Linked DNA regions of Mus musculus: region 1 is linked to region 2. The links are chromatin contacts, called in public HiChIP or PLAC-seq maps. All regions are on one chromosome and are shown on one strand. The core of a region is the stretch at or near the end of the contact, and the rest is flanking DNA. Distances in the headings are between cores, read along the strand shown.

Evidence for each region. HiChIP or PLAC-seq counts read pairs in DNA pulled down with a chosen protein or histone mark.
Region 1: a BATF HiChIP or PLAC-seq map of CD8 T cells shows a contact between it and region 2, with 5 read pairs. The contact joins two enhancer-like sites. A contact is called at or near these places in 4 of 115 datasets of contacts at active chromatin or transcription factors (CD8 T cells, bone marrow-derived macrophages, effector CD8 T cells and 1 more).

Annotation. Positions count from the first base shown.
Region 1 is chr9:96,779,870-96,785,463 of GRCm38.p6, reverse strand. No RefSeq gene overlaps it. Among named protein-coding and RNA genes, the nearest start is that of C430002N11Rik, 17 kb to the right of the region's middle. Within about 2 kb of position 2,018, at least 128 of the 459 cell types and tissues checked have an H3K27ac peak or open chromatin away from gene starts, as enhancers often do. A contact at or near this core is called in CD8 T cells and bone marrow-derived macrophages, where this site is marked.
Region 2 is chr9:96,610,201-96,616,581 of GRCm38.p6, reverse strand. Rasa2 (RAS p21 protein activator 2) reads left to right here. Exons shown (of 24, transcript NM_053268.2): 2 at 5,083-5,200. Among named protein-coding and RNA genes, the nearest start is that of Rasa2, 18 kb to the left of the region's middle. Within about 2 kb of position 4,086, at least 50 of the 459 cell types and tissues checked have an H3K27ac peak or open chromatin away from gene starts, as enhancers often do. A contact at or near this core is called in CD8 T cells and bone marrow-derived macrophages, where this site is marked.

The sequences.
Region 1 (5,594 bases), core at 769-3,268, 170 kb before region 2:
TTCCTCTGATACCTTTTTTGGGGGGGAGGTGAGGGCCACTTCCTCCTGATTGTGTGGTTAAGTCAGCCACATCCTAGGCACTATCACAAGACACACAAGCCTGAGTTTTTGCCAGGGAGGCATCCTGGAAGACATCCACTCAGGCTTGCTTCAAGGAAGCCTCCAGACCAGAAGTGGACTCACCTGACCTGCATGCTACAATTTTGCCTCGTAGTCCTTTAGTAGTATGCACACTTAGATACATTTAAATATTTTAAAAATATATTTTTATATGTATGGGTGGTTTGCCTGCACGTATATCTGTGCGCCACATGAATGCCTGATGCCTACAGAGGCCAGAAGAGAGGGTTGAGTCCCCTGGAGCTGGAATCACAGATGGCTATGAGTTGCTATGTGGCTGCTGGGCATTAAACCTGGGTCTTCTGGAAGAGTAGCCAGCACGTTTAACCACTGCATCATCATCTCTCCAGCCCCAGTAGATAAAATTCAGAAATGTTAAGTCGCATTAAAGTTGTCTTAGAATCAGGCCCCATGCTTGATGGGCCTATGTGTTTTGGAAAGACTGTCTAAAAGAAAGCTGAAGAGATGATTTCTTGCAACGAACGCAGGGTGAGATTCAAAACTCTGAGTATCTTCTCCCGAGGAGGCAGAACACAACCCCTGCCCCGTCAAGATGGCCAGTGCCCAGTGGCTTCCTTCCAAAGAGCACAGGGCAGACAAGACGGAGAAGAGTAACTCTACTGAGGAGACAACATACAACACCCACTCAATCGATCAATATTAACACCTACAGGGTGTTGACAGTCCCTGCTGAACCCTGAATGTACAGGGATGTCTCCAAAACAAGGTTCGGCCATGATACTCCAATGTGACAACCCTTCAGACTCTCAGTCATCCCCGGGATGGATCCAGGCTGCTTAGCCTGGCACACTAAATCTGTCACCATTCCCACCTCGTCACCCTGCCCTGTTCCCATCCCACCTTTCCTTGTTTCCTCCAGGATCAACTCCTGCGTAGTTTTCTATATTCAACACAAGCCTCTTCAGGAAGGAGCCTGGCATGGGTATCTTTAGTGTCCTGGGTGCTCCTCCCCAATGCTGCCACCATGGCTAACTCTGTCACTGCACTCAGTAGGTGACTGGTCTAAATACTATAGATGCAACAGTGAAAAGGGGTGAGGACCACACCCTCTTGAGCCACTGTGCTTCACACACTGATTTTCTGATCTTCTCTCCTGGAAGGCAGGGGTATACTGTCCAGCACACAGTACTCAGAAGAACAGCGAGTTAGTTCTACTTGTGTGTGTGCGTGTGTTGGGGATTAAAATCAAAGTCTAACTTGAGTCTGGTTCCCAGCAGCCACATCTGCCTATGACCCCAGCTCTATAGGTATCAAGTAAAGTACCTACGTCCTCCATTGACACAATATTCGTATGCATACCCACATAGACATAGTGCACACATAGTATTTTAAAATGAGAATGAAAGCACGCTAAACACTTTATCACTGAACTACGTGCCCAGCCTCTGAGCAGCACACATTTAGTGACACTGACACATTGTGGTCTCTGCACAGCTTCAGGGATTGGAGGAACTGGGGCAGCCAGGGACTGAAGGCCCGACAAGCACACATCCGGAGAGGCTGGGGCTGGGTGCATTATGCTTGTTCTGTTGCACCGCGCCAACTGCAGACCAGACTCTCAGCACATTTTGAATATCTTTGATACTTTGTTGACTGAATCCAGGAATGCAGACCTGAGACTAAGGAAGGCGGATTATACCTAAGATGCTGTGGGTCATTTTTGCCGTTGTTGATTTTCGTGCTTTGTTTTGTTTTAGTTAGAAAGACTATCTGGACTGACAAACATCAGAGAGACCGTGGTATGTTTATCATGGGAAAGAGGCTGCCAGCCCAGGGCTTCTTGAAAGAGTTCCTTTGGAGCTCAAGGCTGAGTGTCACAGTGACCCCAGGGAGGGGATCTGGCCTTCCCATCAGGTCTGAGTCACCAGCTGCCATACAGCTCCCAAGCATTCCTGACTACCAGGCTGGGGAATGCAGGGCCTCAGCAAGAGCCTCCATATCTGACGTCTGGGAATTCGGAGATGGGGCTGGGAGGTTAATTCAGCCTTTTGGCTGGATTAGACTCCTTCATGGCCGTAGGATGCCTCACCTGGAAGTTCCTGCTCTCTCTGCCCTTTTTCTGACCCATCGTGTAGTTTTTTGAAATCACCCAGCCTTTGGGACCTGAGGATCTGAGAAGAGACCACCCTCTGCTTTGTTCAGGCTCCAGGTGGCTTTTTCCACCCCCACCCAGCCAGACAACTAACGTGCTTTCTCATGTCCCCAGACTCTTAGAAGGATCACCCCCACCCAGCCGGTCAACTCCAGAGTCTTAGAAGGATCAAGGGAAGAAGAGAGTAGGGTCCTTTCAACTACAAACAGTCTCGCTTGAGGGCAGCATCTGTTTGAGTGTTTCCTTGTACTTATCCCCACTTATTCAGCTTGGTGAATCGCCTATGACATCAAACCCAAGGTCCTGTTTGCTTTTATGTTGGTGTGTGTACCCAAGCAATAGTGGCAGAGATACACAGGTGCTGGCAGCTGAGTTCTGGGTAACGGAAAAAGGCTACCGTCGGTTCCCATGAAGAGACTCCATTTTACTCCAGACAGTCGCTGAACAAAGTCAGGGGCAGCAGGCTAGCCCAAATATGTTACTGTCATGGTGTCTGAAAAGGACATGCTGTCATCTTCTGCTTTTCACACACAGCCCTGCCCCCTGCAGGTCCCCTGCTCAGTATTGATGCACATTCCTGCTACAGGTGACTGTGCGTGTACATGTGTGTGTGTGTGTATGTGTGTGTGTGTGTGTGTGTGTGTGTGCGTGTGTGTGTGTGTGTGTTGATAGTTTAGGAGCGGCTAGACTACAAGACCAGCATTCTTTGGGCACAAAAGAATCACAGGATGCCGGCATGGTGGCCATGGTTGTGGTTCTTTCTTTTATGAGTGTGGGTATCCAGAGAAAAATCTCAAGAGGCCCCAGCCTGGTCAGGAGACTGCTCATCTGCTTGGCGATCACACATCCTTGCCCAGAGAGGACTCTTGCGGGAAGGCCTTATGAGTCAGAGCCCATGGAGTCTTCCGATGAGTGACTTCAGATGAGTCACCATGCTTCTTGATGCCTGGTGAATAAATGGAAGATAATGTAGCTTTACCGTCAGCAGGCCCAGAGCTTGTGACCCTTTGGGAAGAGGGCGAGCCTCAGACAAGCCACCCATGCTCCCTGGCTGACTATAGGCTTCTGTGTAGGCTCACGCCAGACATAGCAGCTCAGCAGCTTGGCACCTCATTATTGCTTCTTGTTTTTCTTTCTCCTCCTCGTGGAAACCCCCACCCCCACTCCCGCCTTGGTTAAATTGTTGATTTGTCTCTTGAAAAGCATTGGATCCCTTGTGGTTCACGTTCTCCCTCCCTCCCATGTTGGCTCTGTCTTTCACATCACACACCTCAGAGTTCATTTTCTCCTTTTGTGGAAGGTCAGTGAAACCCTGCTCTTGCCCCAGCTCCCCTGTCCCCTGCCCCAGCCACTCTAGCCCCTGGTCAAGTCTCCATCTCTCAGGCCCATGGCTTTGATGTGCTTACAACACCACCTTGCTGGGCATGGGCTCTGGTTGATGTTGGTATGTGTCTCATCTGGTACCTAGCTCTATGCAGTTTGGGTCCTGGAAGCTGAGACCTCAAGGGAATGGAAAAGAACAGGTATCCAGACACATGTGCAGTAAAGTTGGGATCAGGTGGTTCTTAGGAGCACCCCAGAACCTTGGTGGAGAGGAGGAAGCTCCAGTTGCTAGTGTTTGCTCACATTGCTTTATTGTCTATAAACACGCATACCTGAACTCCCCGAGGAGAGCTTCACCACCCCTCTTGAACCTGGCCCATGTGAGGAACTGCATTCGATGAATGCATGGGTCCAAAGCTTTGGAGTTCTAAACATGGTCGTGCCCATATCGAAAGAGACATGAACTCGGGACTTGGCTCACTTAGGGCCTCCTCTGCTCCCCACAATCTGAACCACCTATCCTTTACACTGGGCTCAGACTTGCCACTTTGCTGCATTTGCAGAGCTTGGGAGGGGCTATAATACATATCAAGTGCTCTGTGATGTTTGCCTCAATAAGGATGAAGGGTCCACTGCCCTCAGCAGCAGCCTGAATGCCCATGCCCAAGGCCCAGGCACCTGAAGGAGCCCCAGGGTGCCCAGTGTGGGTAAGAAAGTCAGAGAAGATAGCTCACTTATGTCTGTTTTATATTGAGGTTTCAAAAACATTAAGTTAATAATAATAATAATGATGATGATAACAACAACAATAAAAGATGCTTGCTGAAAATTTAGCAACCATTGCTATTATTTCCACAGCCTCTGTGATAGACACCAGAGGAAATTCATAGCCCACATTGTCAATCACCTTTGTAGCACAGTGAAATCATCAGAATAGAAATGATGTGGGTATTCTACACAACACCAGCAGAAAACTGCCAGCCTATGAGAGAAAAGTGCTAAAATACCACCTAAATTCAGGACAAACTCAAAAGGCCACACGTGACTGAAGGTCAGAGGGAGTTCTACACAGTAAGAGACTTGTCTCTATTTTCTATGCCTCCACAGAGCTCTGAGGACTCCAACAGACAGGGCACAGACAGGTGTCCAGTAAAGTTTTATTGGGGCACGGAAGACAGAATTCACCGTTATCTAGCTCCATAAAAGGAGTTGGGGTTGGGATGGAGGGACAGGAGGATGAGGCTATGTCATCAAATCGGGTGTGGCCAGGCCCAGGAACGCTGGGATGGTTGTTCAGGCCCACTTGTCCTGTTTCTCATTGCCCATCTCTGTTTGGCATTTACCACTGTGAGCCTGAAGTCACACAGATACACACAACTCTCAGTAAGTCTGTCCTCAGCCCCAGAACAAAAGGTAAGCTTTTTTGTTTTCTTTTGTTTTGTTTTTAAACCAAGCAACATCTTTGGTTTGCATTCAAAGGCCCAGCTTCTTAAAATGTGTGGTATCATATAATTGAAGTAGAAAAGATTAGGAAGCGCTGTTCCAGGCTAAGCTTCATGAGAAACCCTTAGAGAGAAATCTCCTTGGGGACCGCAGTGCTGAAGAGGTTCCCAATAACTATGGAAATGCAGGCTTGCTCTCGGGTATCCCCCAGTGAAAATATGGGGGGTGTGCCCCAACCTTAAGTCCCTTCCTCCTTTCCTCTCACCACCCTCCCTTCTTCCTTCCTGCCAAGAATATGTGTTATATTGACCTAAGAGTCACAGAAGAGAACAGTACCGCTGTCTCCATCTTCTAGGTAGTTAAATGTCTTTTCTTCACATGGCAACAAGCCACCTTTCAGGCAGGGTCAATGTCCTGTGGTTTGCAGGACCCCAGTCATCATGGGTACCAGTTCTTCGAATGCACTCCATCCTTCTTGAATGATGCTTAGTTTACTGAACTGCCGGCCATCTTAGTAGTTGAAAGGAAAAACAATCCTTATGCCTGTAGGGTGGAAGACTAATCAGCAGCTATAACCTGTTTTTGTGTAGTTTTA
Region 2 (6,381 bases), core at 2,837-5,336:
ACCTAGCACATTCTTAAACAACAATAAAACCCACTGATAAGTATATATACAGAATCTTCCCTAAAACATCTACATAAACACGTGTACACACACAGGTGTACAAACCACACTTATCAAAGTAAGTGTGAGCAGCTTTGATGTAAGTATTCTAGTGCCAGGTACAATTTATATGGTAGACTAGGAAGATGGCTCAGTTGGTAAAATGTTTGCTGCAAAATCATGAGAATCTTAGTTTGATTCCTGCAACTCACATAAAAAAAAAAAAAACCCAAATATGATGAGATGCACTTGTAATTCTCTCTTGGGGGAGATGGGACAGGAGGACTCCTGGGACTTGTGGGTTAGTTAATCTAGGCAAACTTGTTAGCTCCAGGTTCAGTGGGAGGCTCTGTTCCCTAAAAATTTACATGATAGGCTCTAAACAGAAGCATGCCCGCATGGAGTTACTGTATAATCTACACAGAGAGGACAAGCATCAAGACAAATAACGTCGGGGCTGGAGTGGAGGCTAAGCAGTTTTATGAGCATATATACTCCTCTTAGAGGGGATGTGAGTTTAAAATTCTCTTAGAGAGGATGTGAGTTTTTAAATTAATTTAATATAAAAACTGATAATAGCTGAGAATGGTGATAACCCAGCACTTGGGAAGAAGAGGTAGGAGGGGGAAGAGTGCAGGGTTATCTCTGTCTGTCCAAGGCCAACGTGGAAGCTCTGTCTCAACAAAAAAGGGAAAAATTGTGTGTGTGTGTGTGTGTGTGTGTGTGTGTGTGTGATGAAGAAAAGCTATATCTTATTGGTCAGCTAAAACTGCTGTCATATAATGTGAAGGTGTTTTGGCCAACTTACACTGCATCTATGAAAGAAGAAATATCTAATGAAGAGTTTATTTTGTTCATCTCTGAAAATTTGTGGTTTCATAAAAGGGACAATGGGTGCCCCGTGGATTTCTTCTTTTTTGTTTGTTTGTTTGTTTTGGTTTTGGGGTTTTTTGTTTGTTTGTTTGTTTGGTTTGGTTTTTCGAGACAGGGTTTCTCTGTATACCCCTGGCTGTCCTGGAACTCACTCTGTAGACCACCAGGCTGGCCTCGAACTCAGAGATCCACCTGCCTCTGCCTCCCAAGTGCTAGGATTAAAGGCGTGAGCCACTACGCCCGGCGGATTTCTTCTTAATACATACGAAACCTGTAACTGGTACTGCTTGCTACCAGAAACTACCAAAACTCAGTGTCCTTCTGTTTTCCAGTTTTCTAGTGAATGACTCTGATTAGTGGAACTTAAATTAGTAGAACTTAGAAACATAAACATAGCGGCAAGATAGGTTAGGAGAATTTCTAGCTTTAGAGTCTCCATAATACCAGAAAGCACACAAGTAATGCTGTACCGCTAACTCACCATATCTTGTATGAGTATAAAGTTGATTCTTCTTAAGAATAGAACTCAGTATGCAGACTGGAGTTGCCTTGAACTCAGAGATCCATTCACAAAACTTCCTGAGTGCTAGGATTAAAGGTGTGTGCCACCATGCATGGAGAGTCTTTTTATTTTATAATGGCATGTTTTAAAAATACCTAACAGTGGCCTTCCTCTGATGAATTAAATAGTCTATTCCAAGTTTCCTCCCATTTAAATATGCTCTGTAGATAAAAGCCTAAATGAGGGGTAAAACAAAGACCGTTTAGCAGGAGCTGCCAAACAGAGGGTGGGTTAGTGCTAAGATACTAGAGAGTGGCCACATACTCTGGTATTGACAGGCAGTAATTCGATTCGGAAGTGCTTAGTGTTACTAGTGTTCGTAAAGGTTCTAGGCAAAGGAAGGTCTGAAGCTAATTGTAGAAGGCTAGGGTATGAGTGAAAGAGGAGGGTTAGAGGATGGGTGATTTTGACTCAGTCATGTGAGTTATAGCCTAAACTTGCCTGGAAGTGGTAGGACCATCTGTGGGAAAATGCAGGCTTCAAATGTGCTTCACTTTGTACTTTATGTACTTGATGGTGGAGGGTGCGCTGGCAACACCTTCTTCTGCTTAGAGATGCAGAGAGGCGGCAGTGCTTTCGTTCGAACCATCGCCTAGGGTGCTTTATCAGTGAGCAGTAATCTCTACTGTAGTTTGGAATTACAGTTTAAAACTCCTCATAACTGATAAACATTACTGTGATTATTTTGGAGAACTGGGTTTGATGGGATGAATTTTCAAAACAGCTTATTTGAATGTCAACCAGTGGTAAATAGTGAAAAAAAAAAAAAAACATCAGGAAAACTACTTTTATAAAAAGTGGTGCTGGGTGCATTTCTTACACTATCTGAGACTTGGCCTTTGATTATTTTAAGTAAATATCTGGCAATTCAGTTTCATTAAATTCTACAGACAAAGTAACCCTTGTTTCTCTCTTGTGGGGTGGGACTGGTAGATTATTTACACATTATGCCCCATTATTTTCTAACCAGTGCTTAGCATGAATAAAACAGGGACACGTCCTAGGGTAATGATTTAATTTTCTAAACTCTCTTTTACATATGGAGCGTATTTATTGTAGTCATATGTGTATGTATGTATATATATATATATATATATATATATATGTATGTATGTATGTATGTATGTAACTAGGTGGTGTATTATGGACTCTATAAACTTTGGTTTTAAAACAAATCCATTGTGTTATTCAGAGGCAAAGGAAATTCTGAAGAAGTTTGACAGCAGTGAAAATAGAATTGTTAAGCAAGGTCCTATGTAGGGAGAGAGGAGGGACAGGGGAGAGAACCTCAAACTCACAGGGATCCTCCTGCCTCTGACTCCAGTGGCTGGTATCACAGGCATGACCACCATTCCAGCCAGTTCATTTTGTTTTTGAAATGTGGTTTCTCTCTCCCTGTTTGTTTTGTTTTGTTGTTTTGTTTTCCCTTAAGATAGTTTCTCTGAATAGCTTTGGTTGTCTTGGAACTCACTCTGTAGACCAGCCTGGCCTCAGTCTCACAGAGATCTACCTGTCTTTGTCTCCTGAGTGCTGGGATTAAAGGCATGTACCACTACTACCTGGCTGCAGGTTTTATCTTGTTGACGCCAGAGCTTCTGGGTGGGTCTCCTGTGTCACCTCCCATCGTCTTACTGTAGAAACACTGGAAACATTATGTGCACTCCAGCTTCCAGCTAGTCAGGATTGCACACAAATGTTCCCACCCACTTAGGCTTCTTACTGGCCCCTTCCTCACTGTCTTAGATTTGTACATTGGTATGGGATTTCAGTATACACATCAAGTAGACACTTGGGTGTCGTCCTTTTGGTACACAAATAGCTCATGAGACCTTCAAAGCTTGACTTGCTGGGTTCTTTATTCCTTCAACAAACATATCACCAGAGTTTTCCTGTTTTAGATCTTGGGCATTAGCAAGTTCTCAGACCTTGTACAGGAGCTGCAGAAACCCTTAACAGAAGTTCAGCCCATTACAAATTCTCTCAAGGAAACCAAACCTAAGACTAATTAGGGAAAAGGTCAAGTGTCATTTGAGGTCAGGACTGAATGATAAGAATGTCCCAGCCGTGTAAAGAGTAGAGAGATCCGGGAAGAAATAAACTTGATAATAAACTTGACATGGCTGATGAATGGAGAAAAGTGAACCAAGGGAAGAACAAAAGAAGGAGTCAGAAGGGATACTTAGGGTCATGCAGAGTGTGATTTAGAGATTAGACTTTATTCTCAGACAAGTGGGATGAGCTGAGAAGTGACTGAGTTCAATCTTATGAGAAGATCATGCTTGGTCTGGATTATGGCTCAGCAATAGAGCATTCGTCTACTCTGCATTCATGCAGACGGCTTGGGTCTGATCCCCAGCATGGGAAAGGAGAGAAAAGATCACATCTCCTGGTGAAGAACAGGTTGGTGAAGAGTAGCAGAAACAGAAGATACTGCCATGCTCCTCTGCAGTGATCCTGTTTGGGTGATTCTAGTGAAGGGGAGACGTAGCTGGGTTTTAGATGTTGTCTTTTTGAAGATCTTCTGGATGTGCTAATGAGCTGGATTGTGTGAGGGAGAGGCAGGAAGACGATAAGTGAGAAGGAAGTGGTGGTAGACCAAGGGAAGAGCTTATAGAAGAGGAAATAAGATTGGTTTTGGGGACTTGCTAAATATGAGATACCTGCCAGATATCTAGTGGTATGAATGAGGGAAGGTCAGGCCTGCAAACACAGAACTGGGAGCTCCTAGCATTAACAGTGTGTACTGCAGTAGTTTATAGAAAAAGGAAGGGATGGTCTAGAACAGAGCCCTGAGGCAGTTACAGCATTTCGATGAGGAGATGAGTGGAAGACATAGGAGAAAGGCCAGAAACCGTGTGCTGTGGAATCCAGGAACAGGGAGCTTGTTACATGTCCACTCTGTTAGATGCTGCAAAGGTGTGGATGTAGTAAGAATACATTGGACATGGGTGAGCCAACATCCTTTGACATTGGTGGCCTTGACTAAGCAGTTTCATTGTCACTTTGGAACCGGAAGCTGATTAGAGAGGATCACAGCGTGAATGGGAAGTGAGCAAGTGAGGGGCAGTACTTAGAAGAAATTCTCCTTTGACAGAGGAGTCTGGAAGTGGAGGTGTGGCACGGGAGAGAAGCCGGACCGAGGATAACGGTCTGCTGCTTTTGTTTGTCTTAATTGTGGAGTGTTGTTTATATGCTGCTGAGAGCAAACGGTAGAAGGGAAATTAATGCTGACTCAGGAGAGATTCATTGCAGGAAAATTCTTGAGATGGTTCTGGTGAGACAGGAGGGAGAGAAACTGCCCTTTCATAGAGGAAGGATGCAGTGATGTGTCTATACATAGCTCCTCTGGTCTTTTTACTTTTAAACACTTAGGTTTTTTCTTGTAATAAAAAATACTCATTTTTATAGACTTCTCAGGAAAGTTCACCACCTTTTAGCTCATCCCCCAGTCTTCACTAGTCTCCTTTAGACCCCCTGACCTCTCTGAGCACAAGTTGCTTTTTTTCCCTGTACTCCATATTATGCCTTCTTCCAGACTGAATTCATTTATAAGCTTTGGGTGATGTAAATAAAAAATTTAACATCAATTTAAACTTTTGTGTCAACAGATGAAGCAAAAAATTTATTGCCATATCTTGGACCCAACAAAATGCGCGATTGTTTCTGCACTATAAATTTGGACCAGGAAGAAGTTTATCGCACCCAGGTTGTTGAAAAGTCTTTAAGGTTGGTAGAAAAATTAGAAATTATTCATTTGATGTATATTCATGGTTTTATGTATTTTCCAGATTTTTATCAACAAATTGAGTTTCTTGATATTGAAGCTAATATTTTTTATTTAAAGGTTTTGTATTCTATTATGAATTTATTTTTTAGATTTATAGAATGTAAGCATTTAAAGAGGCCTTGAATGTCAGTAAGCTGCACTGACAACATTGATCTCCTTAGCAGTAGTTCTGGGAAGTGGTCATGGGGCATCTACTTCATAATGGTTCAGTCACCAAGAAGTTCACACCTCCTAAGTAGGCTGCTTGGTCTTTGAACTCTTCTGACTCAGAAAGTGCTTATGTTTAATTGGTTAGTGATTATTAAAGTGACATCCAGTCACGTGCCCAGCGCTTGCTCAGTTCTGGGTTCTGTTCACTCATGTCTCTAAGAGTGACCCCAGTGAAGTGCTTGCTCTCTCATGTGGCCTTTCATTGCCTTAGGAAGTAGTTTTTCTTAGTTGTCCTAGCTCTGTCCCTTAGATTTCTGGGGAACAATTTTAGTCCATCTTTTATGTGACAGCATTAAATGTTTGAAAACAACTATTATAAGCGTTCAATGTGCTCTCTAGGCTAAATAGTGCCTATTTGTTTGAGCTTTCCTCAAAGCACATCATTTTTACTTCTCCAGAGAACATATTAGCTCAAAGTTCACACAAGTTGAAGCTAGAGAGGTCGATGGCTTTCTTGGTAAAGTACTTGCTGCACAAATAGGAGGTCAAGTGTTACATCCCCAGTACCTATGTAAGAAAGCCAGGTACAGTGGCTCCCATATAGTTCCCAGTGCTGGGGACATGGAGGGAGGAGGGTCCCAGGAACCTGCTGGCCAGCCAGTGTAGACAAACCGTTTAACAAGAGTCCTGTCTCAAAGAATAAGGTAGAAAATGATTGAGAAAGGTGATGGATGTTAACCTCTGGGCTACACAAACACACCCTTTCTCCGCATCTGCATAGATACAAGTTACTTACTAATGGATTATCAGGGAATAAGCTCTTGGATTGTTTTTATCTGTGAAAGTGTAATTATTCTTTGAAAGTACTGCATACAGCAAATTCTTTGCCTCCTCTGCCTTGTAGCAGTGTTTGTGTTTGTAATTTTGATATAGAACTGTGCTAAAACCAGGTGTCATGATACAGGCTTTA